Regions from separate parts of the Urocitellus parryii genome. Here region 1 is linked to region 2. Evidence: chromatin contacts called from public Hi-C data. All regions are on one chromosome and are shown on one strand. Each heading gives the region's core, a stretch centred on a gene start, on an enhancer-like site or on the middle of the called end of the contact. The rest is flanking DNA. Distances are from core to core; before and after follow the strand shown.

The links. Hi-C and Micro-C count contacts between places; a contact is called where the count stands out from the background.
Region 1: a contact with region 2 is called in a Hi-C map of liver, with 2.8 times the contacts expected there. The contact joins the promoter of Bola3 here to the promoter of Stambp in region 2. A contact is called at or near these places in 2 of 2 Hi-C or Micro-C datasets (liver and muscle).

What each region holds. Positions count from the first base shown.
Region 1 is chr12:93,130,593-93,133,292 of mUroPar1.hap1, reverse strand. Bola3 (bolA family member 3) reads left to right here and starts at 1,272. Exons shown (of 4, transcript XM_026397402.2): 1 at 1,272-1,390. The coding sequence starts at 1,337.
Region 2 is chr12:92,841,122-92,843,821 of mUroPar1.hap1, reverse strand. It overlaps Stambp (STAM binding protein), which reads right to left and starts at 1,378. Exons shown (of 10, transcript XM_026397470.2): 1 at 1,310-1,378.

The sequences.
Region 1 (2,700 bases), core at 23-2,522, 290 kb before region 2:
AGGTCACCTCACATTGGTCTGGTTCAGATCATGTGATCAACCCTAAGCCAATCCCCATCTAGTTATCCTGAGTTGGATCTTGTGTTCACTCCTAGAGCTGGAATTGGATGGGCCTCATCTGAACATGTGGTTTGAATAACAGTGGTTCACCACTACATTGCTTGAAAAAGTTGTTTTGACAGTTTTAAAGTATCATTGACATCAATGAAGAAAATTGAAAAATTAACAAATTATCCCCAATCATACTAACCATAACTTTTTAGGAACCAAGCAGAAAGTGTGTCCACTAACAGTAGCCCAAAGGAGAAATGATGAGGGCTGGTACATAGGAGTCACTCAATATCAGAATGAATGAGTATATTTATAAAGAGCAAATATTGGTCCAATCCATACAGGTACAACACTAGAGATATTGATTATATAGGCCAGAGTGCAGTGGTAGAAAAGCTGATGAATCCTTCAGGGCAGCACTGATCACATGCTGCAATTACAGCTCCGGAAAGGACTTGGTTGTATTTTGGCTTTGACTTGTCTGACAGTGCTCCATATCCAGGCAGGCTTGCTGACCCATTGCCTCAGCTTACAGGACTCCTATGGTGTGTGGGTCCAACCTGTGCCTCTGCTGGGCAGTGTCTAGCAGCATCTTAAACCCAGACCTTTCCTACCTCATCCGCAATATCAAGTCAGACTATTTATTCCACTCACCTCCCAAATGTCTCAGTTCACTCCACCCATCCCTCTTGCCACATTATTAGTGGCAGGCCCCTCATTTCTCACCTGGACACTGCAGTAGCCTGGGACCTTCTGTCCTTGTCTCCAATTTCAGCCCCTTACATTCCACCCTTCCTCACAGAAGCCAAGGTGATCTTTCTAAAATGCAAATCAGAAAATGCGTCCCTTGTTTACATCCTTCCATGAGAGAGATCCTGGAGAGAAACCCGAGCTCCTCAGGTCAGAAGCCTGCCCGGCTGCAGCGATGGGGAGCGGGATAGGATAAGTTCCACCAGGGCACCACGGTGAGGAAAGGACGTACCGCGCTCCCAGAGCTGGTGTTGCTGGCTGCGGAGGAAGGGGATTTTGACCTGGCCAAGCCTCTGTCTTGGACCAGGACAGCAGAGGCCAGAGGAGCGCGGTGCTGGCGAGACAGAATCGGGGCCCGAGCTGGGCGGGCGCCGAAGTTCTGGGCACCGACTCCCCGCGGCCGGGGCGGGGTCGGGCAGACTCGCGGCCTCCGGGCGGCAGGGGGCAGCCTCGCCCACAGCGACAGGTTTCGGCCCTGGCTCTGCATCTCTCGGGAGGAACGGCGATCTCGGGCTGCGGGCCGCGGCAGCCGGGCATGGCCGCGTGGAGCCCCGCCGCGGCAGCGCCTCTGCTCCGCGGGAGCCGCGGGGTGAGCGGGCCGGGTCGGGGCTGTTCTCCCCGGGCGGAGCTTCGGGGGGACATGGCCGGCCGCCGTCGGGGCTCTAAGAAGGGCTCCCGGGGGCGCGGGCAGTGCCGGAGGCTGAGCTCTCTTTCTCTCATTTTGTTCGTTCATCCGTTCACTCCACGGCCATGGGCGCGCGGAGGAGTGTGAGGCCCTGCCTGGCGCGATCTGCTGCAGCTTCGGCACTGGGTGGAGGTCGGAGTTCAGGGGGACGGACACATAAACAGTTGTGTACACCCGGAAGAGAAATGTTGATTCGCGAAGCGGAGGGCAGTTGCCTCGTCCGGGACCCAGGCGTGGGTGCCAGGCGCTGCGAAGAAGGGTGGTCTGGGCCCTGGGAACTTCGGCCGAGCCTCTGACCTTGACCCTCCAAACTCCGCAGCCCCGGGCAGAAAGCCCTGTAGAGGGCACTCCACTCGTGCCCTTCCAATCCTTTCTGCCCCTTCTTGACTATCTACTTCTCTTCCCTTTGGGATTGATCCTGCCTCCCTGGTGCATGCAGAGGTGTTCTACCAGCCGGCTACTGTCAGCTTGGGTAGTGGTCCACTGGGGACTTCGTCAGTCCTTTTAAGGCGTTGCCCACAGGTGTGCTAAGGTGATAGATGGCTTCTTCCCAAGGATTCTGCAGCGCTAACCACCCTCTTCCACTTACTGGTTGCCCATTCTGCTTGCCATCTGGTTACCCTCTGCCTTTCCCTCCACCAATATTCTGTCTCCCAAAGCACCTCCACCCCTGCCCCTGCAATCTCACCCAACCTCAAACATCCACTTTTTGCTTTCTCCACATAGCACACAGACCTAATTCCAGATTCTTCTCCCGACCTGCATTTCAACTGCCTGCCAGACTTTCTTTGCCTGTGCCCAGTGGGCATTGCCCCTAATCTGCTCAAAATATCCATCAGGGCTTCTGAGAACCAGCACCGGGCTTCACTGCAGGCTGCTATTTCAGGACAGTTGCTTTCTTGGCCTTTAAGAGCAATTGGTGAGAGAGTCCCATTTGCACAGCTGAGATTCTATGACAGGACCCCCTACTCTAGGCCATCAGGAAAGGACGGTGAAGAAGTGGCACCTTCAGCACCAGCACTTGCTAATAATCCTGGGGTTTTGCCTGCCTTCCACAGCCAATCAGGGACCAGCCCAGTGATTCTCCTTCCTGGTGTCTCCCTAGACTAGCTGTACAAGTCACAGTTTTCTGCTGCTTACTTTGGTACCAAGAGCCTAGGTCACACCTGGGGTTACATAGCCTAAGAAGACCAAAATCTCTAGCCTGGCACTCA
Region 2 (2,700 bases), core at 129-2,628:
TGTTATGACCACATATCCCAGTCATCAAATGCTATTTTTTCAAGGTGGGGGGAGGCTGGGATTATAGGCATGTGCCATCATGTCAGCTTGATATTTGGATCTTAAGACAACAATTTATTCATCTTCAAAAACTAAGCACTCTTTTAATAACAAAAGGGCACAAAGGTATTTTAGTAATGTGGAGAAGCATGGTTCCCAGTCTGGAAGTTTTCCTTCCCTGTGTCCCAAACTCCAATAATTCTACAATCTTTCCAGGTATTATTGCTGTTAGACTCTAGATTTCCTTGAGAGTATTTTCCATAATCTCCAAAAGTAAACTGGGTATTTGATATGCATTGAATTGTAGTATACCCTAAGCAACATGCCCTAGAATGTTCAAGCTATACAATTCATCTTGTAATTCACAGCCAGTGTCAACTGTCTCTTGTTTTTTCCATAATTGTATCTTACTCCTCCTGATTGTAATGCACCCAGGAACCTGCACATCTCTGCTTCATTTGTCTGGGCAGTTTTTCTGTTTTCTACGCCAACCCTTCCCTCAGAGTTTGTCATCTCCAGGCCAATTCTATTTCGAGGTTTCCTTAATATTCAGGTCACATTTCCTTCATTAAACGTCCCCTCTAAAACCCTTCATGACCATGAAACGCTGGGGAACTGCTAGTAATGCCAAGGCACTGCATCTTCCACAAAGCCTCTTGCAAATCTAAAACCTCCCCAAGTTGCTTCATTGGTAAACTCAGTATCCAGTCTATCAGAGCTAACGGAAACAGGATGCTCACTGCATCTCAGTACCTCTACGAGGAGGTAAATTGTGGGTGAGGTAAGGACCCCTCCCCTGCAGAGGCCACCAAGCGGCACTGGCCAGCAGGGGTTGAGCAACACTTCATAGAGGAAATATAGCATCCACAAATAAGGGGGGAGGTGGCGGGAAGAACCGGAGGGAGAAATTACAGAGGCAGCGAAAGGAAGTAGCAGGAATGAGCAGAGGGGGCGTTTACAGTAGAGAGGGATGCATCCACAACTGCTTGGGGTGCCCTTCTTGAAGGGACTCAAGCCCAATTGCCATTCCCAGGCAAAATCATCCAAGGTTGACGGGTCTTTCAAATGTAGTCGATAGGAAAGCGCTGGGCCTTGCTGGTCAGGCGCCAGCCCGCGGGGACCGGAGCCTTCAGTGGCCTCGCGCGACAAGGGCCGGGCAGAGGACACGAGGAAGGAGAAGGCTTCAGGGCCCACACTCACGGCGGCCGCTCCTTTCAGAGTTCGACAATGCTCAGAGAGCCTACCCACCACATCCCGGACCCTTCCCCACCTTTCCTCCAGGATGACACCCGGCGCTTCCGGAAACGTCACATCCGGCGTCACGCCCACTAGGGGCCGGTCAGGCAATTATACTCCTAAGGACTTAGGACCGGAGGTGGGAAGTTGGTGGGTGGGGCTATAACGTCACTGCGTAAAATGTGACCTATGAGGAGCGAGATCCATCTTGGTAAAGGAAAATAAACCCGGAAGAAAGCGGACCCAAGTTAAAGAGACCTATGGCCAAGCTGACTCTTGTTTTTAAAATCATTTTGGTTTTGAGTAGGGGTTTCCCAACAGATAGTCCCTCCGATACACTCACATAAACCTCATATTCAAGGAGGGATTGCTGATTCAAGAAACACTACAGACTTGCTAAATTGACCAGGGATTGAAACCCAGGACGGGAAAATTTTTTAATTTATTTTTCAGTTTTTTTTGTGTTATTTTCTGCGCAAGATTTGTCGCCTGAGATATTAGGAAATAAATTTTGTTGCTCGAAAGAGAAAGTAGGACTACGTAAGAATACCTATAAAATGTGTTGAAAGTGTTTAATCTTTAAAAGTTATGGTGCAACAGCACCATAAAAAAAGTTTGCACAGACCTGTATGATATGTATGATAAAATATCAGTGTCTGAAAACAAGACAAGCTGGTTAAATACTCAAGTGCAAATAGAGAGGCAAATTCTACATGTAGGTATACATATACACCTTCTTTCCAATAAAGTTCTGCAGGCTTGCTACAGCACCATTCTATCTTACGGGACTTTATATATCACCAGTCTGAAAATTTATGCTTTGGTTTTAGAGTTTTACTCTCTGGGAAAATTTTATTAAAATTTATTTGGGAGCTCCCTGGGAGCTTGTTAACCTCTTTGTCACAACCTCTTTGAGCTTAAAGACCCAGTTCAGGTGTTACCACCTCCAGATGTCTTCTTTCTGCCAAACCTCATTGTGGTGTATCTCTTGGGATTTCCTAAGGTGGCTGTATGGTCATTGAGTTTTATTTTTCCTATATTTTATTTTAATGTGGCGCTGAGGATTGAACCCAGTGCCTCACACATGCCAGGCGAGTGCTCTACCTCTGATCCACAACCCCAGCCCTGGTCATTGACTTTTAAGACTACTGAAAACACATTGTAGGTCATCCTTCCACCCCCAATAAATATTAACATACATGCCAATGCTAGGGTTCACTATTTAACTCATGGATCCTTTGCAGAAAAAATTGGGAAGACAGTTGTACAGGGCACATAGTAGAGAGTACCTAAGGTAAACTGTTCCCCAAACTACTTCTCTGTTAACTCTTTTCCCTCAGAATCTGAGTGTAGTGATTTAGGCCTAAAGAAATTGAGACATTAGAGATAATGGTCAAACAGAAGGCATAGAGCATGAGTCAGGTC